Linked DNA regions of Mus musculus: all the other regions are linked to region 3. The links are chromatin contacts, called in public Hi-C, HiChIP or PLAC-seq and promoter capture Hi-C maps. All regions are on one chromosome and are shown on one strand. Each heading gives the region's core, a stretch centred on a gene start, on an enhancer-like site or on the middle of the called end of the contact. The rest is flanking DNA. Distances are from core to core; before and after follow the strand shown. Region 1 holds the start of 0610010F05Rik (RIKEN cDNA 0610010F05 gene). Region 2 has its middle 38 kb from the start of Gm39612. Region 3 holds the start of Cct4 (chaperonin containing Tcp1, subunit 4 (delta)). Region 4 holds the start of Pus10 (pseudouridylate synthase 10). Region 5 overlaps Gm39609 (a long non-coding RNA gene).

Region 1 (2,700 bases), core at 24-2,523, 640 kb after region 3:
TTTTGGTGGTGGTGGTGGCAGTGTACTCCACAAATGAGCTAAGTTCCCAGCACTTAATTAAAATAACAAGAAAGATGTCTCCATCAAATTCTTAAAAACTTGTATATTTCAAATATAATACTCATTTATTCGTGGTAATGGATGATTTAAGTAACTTGGGTGTGAATTTTTTTTCTGTTGACACAATTGAATCTTTCCAATCAAGGGAAAAAAACTACTGTGTATTCTAGTTAAACTAATCTCTGAGAATGTTTCCTTTAGGGTATGAATAACATACAGTCTTAGAACAGCTGGCACATGCATCTCATTCTGGAGAAAGGTATAAACGTATAAAAAACTATGACCAAAAGAAAATATCTAAAACTCAAAATTATCCTCTCATGCATGACACCATACTTTAAAAGTGTTTAAGGTATAATATATTTAGTAAATAAATAACATTATTTACTAAAATATAAAAATTCTATTGTTTTAACATTTTACACCTTTAAAGAACATAACCTATTCCTTATTTTGGCTTATTCATATGGACAAGCATCTGCTTTTCATTTTTCAATGAAAAGGGGGCTCTTGATCTTTCCCTAGGCAGAGGAGGGAGTGGAGGTGGGGGGTGGTCACAGGGACAGGTGGAAGGCCTCTGGCACAGCAGAGGGAGGCTGTTAGTCCTGATCTACAACAGACTTCCTGACTCTCATCCACACGTGTGACCCAGCCGGTTGGCTCTGATTCTGAAAGACCGGACATCACTGCCCACCCGGGTAAGTAGCCTTTCCAAGCCCGGGTCCGAGGCTCCCTGCGCGGCGCGTCCTCGGGACCGGGATTCCGCGGCGTGGACACCGACTCGAGGCGCGGGCTGGAGAGGAGCAGACAAAGGCATCGGAAAGCAGCCTGGCGGGGACTGTGAGGGCCGGAGTCCGGCGACCGAAGCTGGGCTCCGTCGCCAAGAGCGTAGGCGAGGGCGGCGGCGGGACGGGGCCGCAGGCAGCGCCCGGGCGTCCGCGGGCTTCCGGGCAGCGGGGCCCCGCACCGCCCGCCCGCCCGCCAGTCCGCCCGCCCGGATGGGCAGCGGCGCTCCCGGCCCTCGCCCCACTCCAGCTTCCGAGTGGGTGCCCCAGCCTCTCAGCGTCTCTCTCACCTCCACAGGGCCGCGGCGGCCCTCACCGCGCCGGTGTCACCTGCAGCGGCCAGCACCGCCCGCGCTCGCGCCCAGAACGGCGCGACCCGGCGCACACGCCAGGCTGAGGCGGCCTCACGAGCCGCGGCCGCACCCGCCTGCGCCCGCTAGCCAGCCGCCCAGCAAGAGCGCCGAGGGGCGGGGCCTGATCGACGCGCCCGGGCCAATCGCAAGCTAGCGCCGCAGCAGAGCATCCAATGAGCGACGAGATCCTGCGGGTGGGCGGGTGCGGGCGGTGCCAGAGTGCAGCCCACCGCTGCACAGAGCCTGCTCTTCACCCTGCCCTCTCTGGCTCGTCCTCTCTGGCCTGTCGCAGTGCAGCGTCCCCACTCTCTTAGCGTCATGTCTCTTAGCGACTAGGTCCTCAGCGCTTGATCTTGAACGTGGGAGATAAAGGGAGCTCGAATGAAAAGAATAAATCTTTCCCTGTCACTCATTTTGCTATAAGCTGCTTAGGTTCAACAGAAAAAATATATGATTGGATAGGGCGTTGGCTGGGACTTAGAAACATACTGTAAACTGAAAAGCTGGCGACTTCTCAGATATAGTGTGGCAAATGTTCCAGTGTTAAACTTGGAAGGCTGATTGATGTTCAGTCTTAGAGCACTGATGGAAATGTATTAGTGGCCAGATGTGAGTTTTCGTTGGCAATCACTCCATGGTTCTGGCAAGATTAAACTAAAACAGTGTCCACTAATAAACCTGTTTGCAAGCAGAGAGAGACAGAGACAGAGAGAGAGAGAGAGAGAGAGAGAGAGACAGAGAGAGAGAGAGACAGAGACAGAGACAGAGACAGTGAGAACGAGCAATGTATTCAGTGTAAGCTGTATATCAAAAAGAATATAAGTAACTCTCAATGTTATGGTTTCGATCAAATCTTCATTTCTTTTTTGTTTCCCAGAGGAAGTTGAACGTTTGTTTGTTTTTTGTTGTTGTTTATTGTTTTCTCTTCAATCGCCTTATCTGCCAAGGCTTTCCTCCTACCACTCAAATAGATCTCCCTTCCCACTGGGGGGAGGTGGTCTCAATGTGCAGGTAGAGTCCAAATTATGCCCAAGGAATGAGGCTTCCACATTTGATAATGGGCCTCAGACCTCAGCGAAGCTCCGAGTAGCACGGTGAGAGAAGCACTTGGATCATTTCGCAGGCTCAGGCTTCCTGCTGGGAGCGAATGGTCCCTGTCTTGCTCTCAGGAGAACATGTGTTCACATTCAGCTTGAACTTCAGTGGCTGCACATAGAGCTTTCGACCTCCAAGTCAGATAAGTGTGGCAGCAGATAAGCCACGGTTTCTGCTTTATGAATGCTTCGTGATGCCCAGGTTTTTGTAACCAGACTTGTGAAGGGCTCATTTGTCAAATTAATGCATGCAGTAAAGGAAGCCTATCATCCATGGAACATTTATATATGCCAGGTATGCATCTGTTATCTACTTTAATCAACATGGCACACTACGAAGGTTATACAATTACTTTTTCTTTTCTTTTCTTTTTTTTTTTTTTGGTTTTTCGAGACAGGGTTTCTCTT
Region 2 (2,700 bases), core at 36-2,535, 870 kb after region 3:
CAGGAGGCAAAGATTCACATCCAACTATTGAGAAGAGACTTGATCAGAGACATGATTTTGGGTCAGCTTCAAGTGGGCTTGCTCCACAGTCCACTGAGGGCATGACCAGAAAGATCTAAAGAGAAAGGCCAGGGGCAGGTCTGTGCATGCTCTGATGTCATCCCCCAAATGGCCAATTAGGTAAACCCACTTTGGCTGTGGGTTGCAGTAAGGGTTCAACCAGCCAAGAATTTCTTCTGCAGAAGCCTGTTCCTGGAGCTGGGAATCCCCACAGTGATCTGGAAGGATGGTGACTGGTGCTGAAATCTAGCCGCTCTGCAGCAGCATTTCTCCTGACCTGTCACGGATGACCACATGGGGGTGCCAGACAGCGCTGATTCAACACTACTAATCTGAAGTCAGGAGCCTTGCTTCCCAGCCTCCTCTGCTGTTCTCACAGTTGCTCAGTGATGGCAGTGTTTGCCTAAGAAAGGTGTGCATCATCTTCCACTCTTCCCATCATGTATTTTGATGGCAGAGCCCATCCTCCCTCCCACCCCCTCAAAATCTCTCAAAACTTGTTTTGCCAGCTTGGTTTCCTCTAACATCTCTTAGGTGGATCATAACAGCAACCTCATCTCTGGGCCTCTCCTTCCCTCCAGCATCCATGGAAAGTGGAGCTCTGATTACTTTTCCAGCCAAACACATCCAGTACTTTCAACTGGTCCTTCCAATGCTATCTAGTTTCCAGAACATTCATCCTAAACATATATGGAATAAGTAGGCTGGTTGACCACTGAATCCCTCTGGCCCCAACAGCATAGCCTTCTCAAACCTATGATACCCTCTCTTCCTTCTTCCCTTTCCCCACCCCCTCACCATGGTACAACTGTTTGGTTGCTGAATTTATAGGGAGTTTAATGGTGCTTTCCCTCTGGGTGTTCAGCTGGAGGCAGGCCGTGAGTGGGCCTTGCTGGGGGAGCCACTACTTTGTGCAACCTCAGGGCCTCCTGCAAATCAGACTTGCTCGCTTTCATTTCCTGTGCCCTGGGAGATTAGATACTGCCTAATCAAGGTCAATTTTTTTTCTTTTCTTAATATTTGAAACTACTAAATATCAGTTACCATCCAAGTGGGTGGTGTTCAGAAATCCCCACTTTTCTGATGTTTGACTTGTTGGTGAGTTTCAAGAAACCAACCTATTTGGAAAGAACCTGAACTTAGTTCTTTGAACTGCTATAAAGCTCTAGCAGGAAGTGAGTTGGAAATAGGGTTAGACAGTCTTGCCCCGTGCCCAGGAGAGGTGGGAGGAGGGGAATACAGGTGCAGCTGGTATGGGTGTGGCTTTAAGCTGTGGCACCCTCCCCACGTGTGGCTGCTTACAGATCTAGTTGGATCAGAAGTGGGGATGTCAACATACAGATGTTTACATTGCAGAATGTTAAACTCTGTTGAAGCATCGGCTCAGCCGGACGTTCTGGGTGCTGTGCTGGCTGGTACAGGTAGTTTGCTAAGTTCTCTAACCCGTTGTAATATATAGATAGTGAACTTTGTAATAATTCATGAGTTCTACTTTCTTTTTTTCCTACAAATCCAGCAGCTGTTTTCTGAAAGGCTGGGTGACAAGGTGTTCAGGCGTACCCTTCAGGCTGAGTGCCAGCCTCTGCCTGAGTTCAGCTGTGCCTACTTGGCAAAAGATCATCACAGCTGGACCTGTTGATCGTTGTTCCCACATAGAAGACTGAGTGTGGGGGTTGGGGTCATGGGATCCTTACCAACCAATTGATTGCAATTCCTCCCCAATTACATGTGGCCTCAGGGAGGTGCTGGGCATGGCAGAAGAGTCATGCACACTTCCTGCACGGATTCCAGGATGGCTGTCTTAAGTCACCTACTCTCCTGCTTGTAATGCCTTAGTCCATTCGTAAGCGGATTAAATGATCAGCTCTTCCAGAGTGAATCTTGGCAGAGCTCTACCCTAGTTTGTCATTGGGACCTTGTGAGGTGGAGAGGAAGTAGATGTTGGCTAGTTCCCCACCTCCAACTTGCCAGGGAAAATTCTCACAACACAAGGCAAGAGCATCTCATGGGAGGTGGCACTCTACTGCCTAGGCTGGCTATGTTGGGATGGAGGTGGCTGGGATGTTGGCCTTTTTTCTTGATCCTCGGGCTGGATTTCTTGGAGAGGAGCTGTCCACTGTCAATCAAGTGCCATGTTATTTCATATGTCTCTGGTCGTGATTCGTTGGATTCTGCTAAGTGCCAGGAACTGTTGGATTTCTTCTTTTGATTCATTGAGCTACTTTTTAAAAGTAGAGCCTTTTATTATAACCACTACTTTTAGAAGACAGAAACAAGAGAGATGAATTAGATTGTACAGTACTTCATAGTGCCTACCAAGTATAATGACGCTAGAGAGTCACTACACTGCTCTCATTTCAGGAAAGGCATTGGTGTTCCCACTGCACACTTTAGTAAACTACAGCCATCTTAAATGCACTGGTGTCCTGGCATTGCGGACATATGATGCTGCTACAGCTGGGTCTTGGGATTTGAACTCAGTCCCTCACATTCGTGCAGCAAGTGCTTTATCCACTGAGCCATCTTACCAGCTTCAGAGCCTAGTTCATTACAGAAAACATAAGCAAGCATATCTATCCTATTAGCATGCATATTTGCATTCATCGTTAATAAATGGTAAAATTACATGTATATCAAGAG
Region 3 (2,700 bases), core at 63-2,562:
AGAGGGAAGAGTTTTGAGGGGTTTTATGGTTCTAGGACTTCATGATCACTGGGAAGCACAGCAGGGAAGCTTCACAACAGGTAGGCATGGAGAAGGGAGAGCTCACATCTCATATTGTGAAGAGGAAGCAGAGCACAAACTGGCTGGTAGCTTTTGAAACAAACTCAGCCTCCAGTGATATACTTACTCCAGCAAGGCTACACCTCCTAAGCTTCTCCAATCAGAGCTACCCACTGGGGACCAAGTATTTGAATGTCTAAAACTAGGGGAGACATCTCAAATCACCACAGTACCAGTACCTGTTCTCTTCATATAAGTCAGCTGTCTCAACAACCATAGAATATTTGTGTGCTTCGAGGGAGGGGTAAACTGGTCTTTGAAAAAGACGTGTCCCCCAAGGGGAGGCTTGAAAAGTTCATCTTAGTCTTAATAGAGTGAATGAATGTAAATGCTTCTCATAATTACAGGACTAAGTCCATGAAACAATTGTTCGTTAACCTACCGCAGGCATCTGGCACCTTATGGCTCTCAATTATTAACTGTGAACTACCACTGAATGAGTATTACCTATATAAACTCTGGTGGTCAATGATCATGATTATAGAAACCTTGGAAGTTTACCTAAGGACAGAGTCCTGGCTCTGTACTGGCTTCCACTGCCTTACTGGTTGACCTTGGGCTTTAGCTTCATCATCCTTTAAGTCTAGACGATGACACCTATTTCATGGGATTATGAGGATTAGTGTGGGGGTGGGGTGGGGGGGGTAAAGAGTGTAAAGATTTCACACTTTGCTCAGCAGATAACTATTAATCAGTTATTAGAATGTTTATGTTCCCTAAGAGTCAGTGGTTATGTTTATGGAAGAGGTCTTAACTAGAAGGCAGACTGGATTTGATAGGCAGTCACCGCCCCACAACTATTACGATTCTGTGCCGTCTAACTAGTGTATTTAAATCCCTAGGCAGTCAAAATATATACAAAAGGGAGGAAACTATTCATGGCACATCTCTCCTCCAACACCTTTACAAAGTGAATAAACTAGGAATAGAATTTGGAATTTAGACATGGATGTCCGTAAAAGGCCGGTTGCACCACACCCACTCCGGAACAAAGCCAGAGCTGTCACAGCTTCCTCAACAGCACTAGCAGAAGCTAAAGGCTCGGGTCCATCTAGAACGGCCACAGCCACGCCTATAAAACCTCCCGCTCCATCTCAGGCACAGGGAGGGGTGGACAGTCCGTAGCCACATCTCCGCGCGCAAGCTGCGCAGCCGGCGTGCGGCAGACAGCCCCTGACGTCACACCCGCGCCGGCTCTCCAGCAGGCCCCTTGCTCGGCTTCCGCCTTCTCTCCCGGCGTCGCTTTCTGGAAGGTTCGTGGAGGAGGCGGTCAGGGAGACCGTTACTCCACAGCAAGCCGGAATCCGTGTCCATCCGTCCTCCTGAACCCGCGCAGACGCCACCAAGGTCGCCATGCCGGAGAACGTAGCTTCCCGAAGCGGGGCGCCCACCGCCGGGCCCGGCAGCCGCGGGAAAAGCGCCTACCAGGACCGCGACAAGCCAGCCCAGATCCGCTTCAGCAATATTTCCGCGGCCAAAGGTATCACCCGGTCGCCGGCCCGCCTCCGGCGGAACGGCCCAGCCTCGCTGTGACCTTGGCCCTGGGTGGGTTGTGTTCCTTCAAGGTGGTCTCGTTTGCAGCTTTCTGCTAAGCACTCGGAGCGTGGAGGCCTCGGACACGCCCCATTGTGGGACGCCGAGCTCCTTAGTTCGTCTCCTGCAGGCATGGGCGGTGTTGGTCACATTGGCGCAGACAGCCGTTTAAAATACTGAAAGCAATGATCCTTGAGATCTGACTCTTAAGAACTAAAGCTTGGCTGTTTATCAAACCTAGTGGTAGACGACACAGTATTTTGAGCTTTCAAATAAAATTCATTTTACTTTTTCAACATTTTCAAAAAAAGTTCATTTAACTTATGAACGTTCTTTGGCTCCGTAGTACTAATCGGATAGTCACTATAAATTCCCTTAAACTGGCAGGTGGGCGACATAGGGTTGTAAAAGCACGTGGTGAAAACCAGACAGGCCGAGTTTTATTCTCAGTATGTGCTATTTGACGCGTCTGACGTCTAAAGCAACAAAGCCTTAAGAGATACTGCCAGGGTTTATTTGGGTTGGAGACAAAGATGCATGATTTGGGAAGTGGACGGGGTGTTGTTTTATCTTCTGAAGGTCCTAGGATCCAAGAAACTCTTGACTTCGCAGTGCAGCTGTAAGTTGGGTGAGGTGACAGTTGATTTGCAGGGTTGCTGGGAGGATTAAATGTGAAAGTGTATGAAGTAAACCTGACAAGTACTGCAGTCACCAGTCCAGGTGACTGGAATGTGTTGGTGCTGTGAGGTGTGTGCGCAGGATGGGCCTTAAGGAGTTGGAGACGCCAAGCTGACCAGGTGCTCCATGTGAGAGTCTTTTGGAAGTTTGGAGTGAATACCTGACACCTGGAAGTTTATTGAGTTCATTAATTACGTTTGTGGTAGTGGAGTCATTGGGATGTTGAAAGATGAATTCTAGAGTCAGATGAGTGACCAAGAGAGTGTACACTCTATTAAGAAATGAGTTTACTTCAGGCAACCATCTTAGCTAGGGTTTCTATTATTGTGAAAACACAGGTTATGTGGATTTAGTTATTAATTTATGTAT
Region 4 (2,700 bases), core at 38-2,537, 680 kb after region 3:
TAACCCATAATTGCATACCATTAGTAAAACAAATATAAACAGGTACAGAAAACAATCATAAAATTTAAGGCACATACAACAAAACAACAACAAACCCAGAAGGCTAAGTAATGTTCAGAGAAGTTTAACGGGATAGCAAAGAACACACTTAGAAACATTCTAATGAAAGTATCACCAATAAGTGTTGCTTTAACACGAAAAATACAGCTTATCACTCTAATTGTATCTATTAGTTACTGTGCCCAAGTGTTTTAGTACTTTTAAAAGAGCACCAGATTTTCCAATAAGAGAAAAGTACTCCAACGTACAGAGATTTTTACGCGCCAGGAAAACGTACAAACTTGCTCTGAAATCATGTCGCCTGGATTAAGGTATCTATTTATCCAAAGAAAACACAGGTTCCTGAAACTCTAATTCTGTTTTAAATTTTTAAAAGTTGCAGACCCATTTGTTACTGATTTAAATCAAAGCAAATAAAAACTTTATAGGCCTTAGACGACAGTCACACACACAATTTTGTACACAAAGGCTACCCACAGACCTCGAATTCCTGTCTTAGAATTCTTTCAACCCTCAACCTAAACGTTAAGTTATGCTAGAAAAGAAAGCCAAGGGTAAGAGCTTGGATTCCATGTTGCGTAAACGTGACCTTTGGGTCGTTCAACCAACTTCTGGAGAGGCTGTAAAGCTTTTCCATGACTTTTGCTCTCTATCCTTGTCCTGGCTGGGCCAACGTCGCGCTCGGCAGCAGACCCAAGCTCGTCGCTTTGAAGCGGGTCAGGCTGTCCCGCCCCCCCATGTCCCGCAAAAGCGAAAAGGCAGGGAAGCGCCGCTTTTCTTTCTAGCTCCTGCATCCGTGGGGCCGGCGGGGCGCCCGGGGGAAGAACGGGCGGTCGTACAGCCAGCAGACTCCAGACCCGCTCTGCACTCGCCCCGGGCCGGCAGCGGGAAGCGACGCCTCCCCCCAATAACGGCTTCAACCGCCTCCTGCCAAGTCCCCGCTCTGGCCTCCAAAGTCGCGGCCCAAACACCTCACACTCACTGGTAAGTGGGGCCGGGGCCGGAGCCCGGCCCGGGGCCGGCCCCGGGAATTCTGCGAGACTCCCAGGGTTTGGGGGGCGGCGGCGGCTGGGAGGCCATCTCTCCGCCAGCTCCGCTCCGGCTCAGGGAAGCGACTGCGACGGCTGGGTGAAGGAGCGCCTCGCTTGCCAGGCACGACAGGCAGAACACCGAGCCCTCCGCCCCGCCCACGCCTGACGTCAGGCCAAGGCGTGTGGTCAGGCGAAGCTGGAGGAAGGAGGAAGGGAACAGCTAATTTGCTGGGGTGTGGGAGGGGGTCGGGAGTCGGGAGAGCGGGACGTCCCTCTTTCTTTTCCCTAGTCTGGGTTTCAAATTTGAGTAGGGGCTCATCGACGTTTCTGGCAGCAGCTACTACGACCTAGGTGCCGAGTCCGTCGGAGGCTCCTTTGCCGGCCGACCCTTTAAGGCTAGCAGTAAAGCCCCTCGCAGTCTTTCGTTCGTAGAGCTAGGGGGAGTGCAGGCTGCCAGGCGGACAGCCTTACAGGTCACCGTGTAAGACGAGGGGGTTCCTGCATTCCTCTCGTGAGGGGCCTGGTACTTTCGTTGTAAAGCTCTGGTTTTCTTGGGGAACACAACGGCTGAGCGCAGTAGGTGCGCTGTCTTTACTCTTCCCCGTTCCCACCCAGGGCCGAAAAGGGTTAAGACTCGGCTGCGGCATCTTGGGAGAAGGTAAGGCCTAGGAAGTACGAGGTGAGGGGTTAGGGACTGGGTGTCGAAGAGGCGTAGCTGCAGTCCCTTTTGTTTGTTAGTCAGGTGGAGTGAGTGGTAAGTTTCTAGAACCTCAGCACATAGAGTTAAGGGCTTGTTTGGCCAGAACAGAGCTTTCCCCTTACCTTTCCCCTACTCCCATGCCAGAGGACGAACTATGCCTGTGCAGGAGGAAATGCATTAAAAAAGATCTTATGGTGTGAAACTCAAGACTGTTTCAGCTACCCCCCTCTCCCCCGCTGGCTTTGATTCTCTATTTAGCCTAGGTTAGCTTTGAACTCATGGAGATCTTCTTGTTTCTTGTGTACTGAAATTATAAGCGTGAGCGCTTACACCTGGCAAGAAGATGCATTTTTACATAATTATTTCCAACTCCTCATAGACTCTTTACTTAACATTAAATTAATAGGTTAAGTGAACTGATAGACGGGATTATGAAACTGAAATAAATACTTGGCCACATGGAGTTTCTTGATTTTTTTTTCTTTAATAGAGTATATTCCCATATTGTAAGTACTTCCTTGAAAGGTTTACACAGGCAACCCTGAGTGGTCCCAAGTCCCGGAATCGGAAAGTTTTTAATGTCATGTCCAGAGCAAGCTTGTCTTTCTTTGTTCCTCTCCCCTGTAATCCACATACTCACTTAGTCAAGTTCATATTTTAGAATATAGATATGACAAGCAGTATTTGAAGGGTACAAAATAGAATTTTTCAAATGAAAGCTTTTCTTTTTAAGGACATAAATACAGCACGTAGCTGTAGAATACTGAAAGTGCTCATTTTAGTTTCTTCTAGTATGCTTCCACTGACTGAGGAGAACAAGCACGTGGCACAGCTGTTGTTCAGTTCTGGCACCTGTCCAAGATGCATCTTAAGATTCTGTGGTGTGGATCTTCCCGCACCTTACAAACA
Region 5 (2,700 bases), core at 75-2,574, 550 kb before region 3:
TCATCTTAGTTCACAGTTCCATGTTATATGGTGATTGCTACAGGGAAGTCACGGCAGTGAGAACTTAAAATAGTTGATTATGTCATATCCACAACCAAGAGCAGAGAGAAATGGATGCATATATATACTCTCTGCTTATCTTCTCCTTGTTTGTACAACCCAAAGCCTAGAGACAGGAAAGAGTGTCACCCACACACCATTTAGGCTGGGCCTTCACACATCAATCCCCCAATCTGATGGATAGATAGTCCCTCATTAAGACCCCCTTCCCAGGTGATTCTCCATTGCATCCAATTAGTATTTAACCATCACAGGGACACCATATACCTTTGGAGGTGGCTCTCTAAGGCATGAGAGGAGCTATCTGCCATTGGTAATACTCTAAGAAAGACTCTGACCCAAATTTTCCTCTAGCATTGATCCCTGTTTCAGCCACCAAATTAAGTCTCTAACCAAATGAGTCTGAAGACAGCAGGGGCCAAACAAAAGCAATGTTATATAGACTTTCTGAAGAAACTGAGAAGCAAACCTAGAAGTGCTTCGTTTTTACATTTTTCTAAAACCTTTTTTTTTTTTTAATCACTGTTTTTGAAATGTCTAATTTGAAATGTGTGAGTGTGAACATTTGGGGGCTTGAAGTTTTGCCTATAACGGATGTTCCCACTTTCTTTTCTCTCTCTCTCTCCTCTCTCTCTCTCTCTCTCTCTCTCTTTTCTCTGTTGTTGTTGTTTCCTCTTTAGCTGCTGACTTTTTAAAGTTGGTTTTTTTTTTCATTTTTCTTTATTGCACATGCTCACATGCATGACTTTCAATATCAGCTACCTTTCCTTGATCAATCTTCCATTGCTTCTGGAGCTAGGATCTCTCATTGAACCTGTAGCTCTCCCATTTGCCCAGCCAGGCTGGCCAATGAGCTTCAGAAATCCACCTATCTCTACCCAAACCCCAAGGCTGGGGTCACAGGCACTCAGCAGCACACTGGATTAATCTGTTTCTCAAGAATAATTTGGATTCAGCTGTCTATCATGATACATTCAGTACTGTTAACAAATGTGTTTTCATAGGTGGATAATGAACAAAGAAACAATTTAGGGTTTCTTTCTGGGTCTTTGCTAAGAATAAAGTGATTAAGAGTTTAAATCCCAGCTGACACAGGCAGTTCTATATTCAGTCAACACGAATTTGTTCTTTGTTTGATGAGGGAAACTACAGGAAAAGCTTGGAGTACTCTGTTCTTGCCGTTCCTTGTGGTGTTTACACAGCCCCAGAGCCAGAGGCAGCAGGAGTGAGTCAGACAGCAGTCGCCTATCACGTGCTGAGCATTACAGGACAGTCTGACTGGGGACAAGGCTGCTGGAACTCCACCACCTGCTGGACAGACCAGAGGGAACAGCAAAGAAACGACCCAAAACTGCCAGTTGACAGCAACTGGTCCTCTGAGGAAAGGATTTTCACTTCAACCAGGACATTTTTCTCCTTCTTGCGTGAGAAGTATTCCACCACACGTAATCTAGGGGAAGCGGAGAATGGGGCGGTCTTCAGCTACCAACAGCAGCAGAAAACCTCCCATATTTTTCAAGCATGACAGAGGAAAGGTTAGAATGGACTTTAACCAGTAGGTCCCTGGTGCCTGCCAATGCTCTGCAAATATAACCCACACACACTGCCAATATTAATTCAGCAACAGTTTTTTTGAGTAGCTGATCCCTGTGGCAGCTGTGAACTGGGGCAGCCGCCAAGAGTACTGGAATTACCTGAGAGACATCCCAGAAGCCCAGGGAACAGTGCAAGGGTGGAGGTGGGCAAGCCCATTATTTAAAGGCTTAGCAGCTAAATTGGAAGATCTGTGACCCCCCATCCTTAGATTTAAAGGGACAACACAGACTAGCTAGGGATTCTGCTATTTAAAGGTATAAAAAGCCCCAAAACAGATATCCCAGGCTACTCATGGGAACATAACAATGTCATCTTTTAAATATTTTTCTTTCTGCCTGGGATGTGTGGGGCATACAAAGTGGAATCATAAAAATTAAAAAGTTACTCTAATCCCTTAGAATTCATAGCTTTCCCTTATTTTACCCTCCTGTGCCTGGAAATGGGTCTTTAACCTTCTTTACGAATGAAGGCACTGGCTCTTGGGGCTGCTCAAGGCTATCCAGTTAATAAGTGACAGAAATCACAGATCTAGGTCTGACCCTAAGCCAGTAACCTTTCTTGGTGCTTCACTTCCTTCACAGAGATGAGGTGAGTGTCCCTCCCACACTCTCAGCAAAGAGGCCCTGTCTAGATACAGAAATTACCTGCTGTGCCTGTAAGTGACTGCCTTCACTGCTTTTCTACCACAAGACATTGCTCACACTGTCCTCCTTATGCAATGGCTTGCTGTGACTGTGGAGTAGTTTTATTGTTTTGTTTTGATTTTGATTTTTTTTTTTTTCTGTTTGGGATCACACTGGCCAGCTGGCTCATGTTCAGACCAAGCCATCCAACTGTGCTTGACTGAGAGGCTGTAGTCCCCACTCAACAAACACTCTGAGGTTACTGTAGTCACTTAAGCCAAGGTTATCCAGTCAGTCTGTGGGTATTTAATAAGCACCACTACCTTCCTCTGGGCCAGCCTCTTCTCTCCTCCACCATATGTGTGGGGTTTCTCCAAACATGATTCAGATCTAGTCACTCCTCGCCTTAACAGCGCCCCTG

What was found. Promoter capture Hi-C pulls out the DNA fragments that hold promoters and counts their contacts. Hi-C and Micro-C count contacts between places; a contact is called where the count stands out from the background. HiChIP or PLAC-seq counts read pairs in DNA pulled down with a chosen protein or histone mark.
Region 1: a contact with region 3 is called in an H3K4me3 HiChIP or PLAC-seq map of the SCID.adh cell line, with 17 read pairs. The contact joins the promoter of 0610010F05Rik here to the promoter of Cct4 in region 3. A contact is called at or near these places in 13 of 39 promoter capture datasets (the 3T3-L1 cell line, the HPC-7 cell line, cranial neural crest and 8 more), 10 of 115 datasets of contacts at active chromatin or transcription factors (the SCID.adh cell line, astrocytes, embryonic midbrain and 6 more) and 3 of 9 other capture datasets (adipose tissue, embryonic stem cells and macrophages).
Region 2: a Hi-C map of regulatory T cells shows a contact between it and region 3, with 7 times the contacts expected there. The contact joins the enhancer-like site here to the promoter of Cct4 in region 3. A contact is called at or near these places in 3 of 39 promoter capture datasets (embryonic stem cells, hippocampal neurons and liver), 5 of 484 Hi-C or Micro-C datasets (CD8 T cells, Th1 cells, cortical neurons and 2 more), 4 of 115 datasets of contacts at active chromatin or transcription factors (astrocytes, bone marrow-derived macrophages, memory CD8 T cells and 1 more) and 1 of 9 other capture datasets (adipose tissue).
Region 4: a Hi-C map of the N1E-115 cell line shows a contact between it and region 3, with 4 times the contacts expected there. The contact joins the promoter of Pus10 here to the promoter of Cct4 in region 3. A contact is called at or near these places in 17 of 39 promoter capture datasets (the 3T3-L1 cell line, 3T3-L1-derived adipocytes, the C10 cell line and 10 more), 1 of 15 datasets of contacts at CTCF or cohesin (embryonic stem cells), 5 of 484 Hi-C or Micro-C datasets (B cells, the N1E-115 cell line, Th1 cells and 2 more), 8 of 115 datasets of contacts at active chromatin or transcription factors (T-cell acute lymphoblastic leukemia, astrocytes, effector CD8 T cells and 5 more) and 3 of 9 other capture datasets (adipose tissue, embryonic stem cells and liver).
Region 5: a promoter capture Hi-C map of liver shows a contact between it and region 3, with 3 times the contacts expected there. The contact joins the enhancer-like site here to the promoter of Cct4 in region 3. A contact is called at or near these places in 4 of 39 promoter capture datasets (the 3T3-L1 cell line, hippocampal neurons and liver), 1 of 15 datasets of contacts at CTCF or cohesin (the NIH/3T3 cell line), 4 of 115 datasets of contacts at active chromatin or transcription factors (bone marrow-derived macrophages, fibro-adipogenic progenitors, large pre-B cells and 1 more) and 1 of 9 other capture datasets (macrophages).

The regions. Positions count from the first base shown.
Region 1 is chr11:23,632,358-23,635,057 of GRCm38.p6, forward strand. It overlaps 0610010F05Rik (RIKEN cDNA 0610010F05 gene), which reads right to left and starts at 1,274. Exons shown (of 22, transcript NM_027860.3): 1 at 1,136-1,274.
Region 2 is chr11:23,855,231-23,857,930 of GRCm38.p6, forward strand. No RefSeq gene overlaps it. Among named protein-coding and RNA genes, the nearest start is that of Gm39612, 38 kb to the left of the region's middle. Within about 2 kb of position 1,286, at least 47 of the 459 cell types and tissues checked have an H3K27ac peak or open chromatin away from gene starts, as enhancers often do. A contact at or near this core is called in CD8 T cells, Th1 cells, memory CD8 T cells and 1 more, where this site is marked.
Region 3 is chr11:22,989,281-22,991,980 of GRCm38.p6, forward strand. It overlaps Cct4 (chaperonin containing Tcp1, subunit 4 (delta)), which reads left to right and starts at 1,313. Exons shown (of 14, transcript NM_009837.1): 1 at 1,313-1,600. The coding sequence starts at 1,474.
Region 4 is chr11:23,664,705-23,667,404 of GRCm38.p6, forward strand. Pus10 (pseudouridylate synthase 10) reads left to right here and starts at 1,288. Exons shown (of 18, transcript NM_028304.3): 1 at 1,288-1,749; 2 at 2,574-2,700. The coding sequence starts at 2,585. Pex13 (peroxisomal biogenesis factor 13) reads right to left here and starts at 1,179. Exons shown (of 4, transcript NM_023651.5): 1 at 1,043-1,179. The coding sequence starts at 1,140.
Region 5 is chr11:22,436,382-22,439,081 of GRCm38.p6, forward strand. All of the region lies in intron 2 of Gm39609 (a long non-coding RNA gene), which reads right to left. Among named protein-coding and RNA genes, the nearest start is that of Gm39609, 5.6 kb to the right of the region's middle. Within about 2 kb of position 1,325, at least 152 of the 459 cell types and tissues checked have an H3K27ac peak or open chromatin away from gene starts, as enhancers often do. A contact at or near this core is called in the NIH/3T3 cell line, bone marrow-derived macrophages, liver and 2 more, where this site is marked.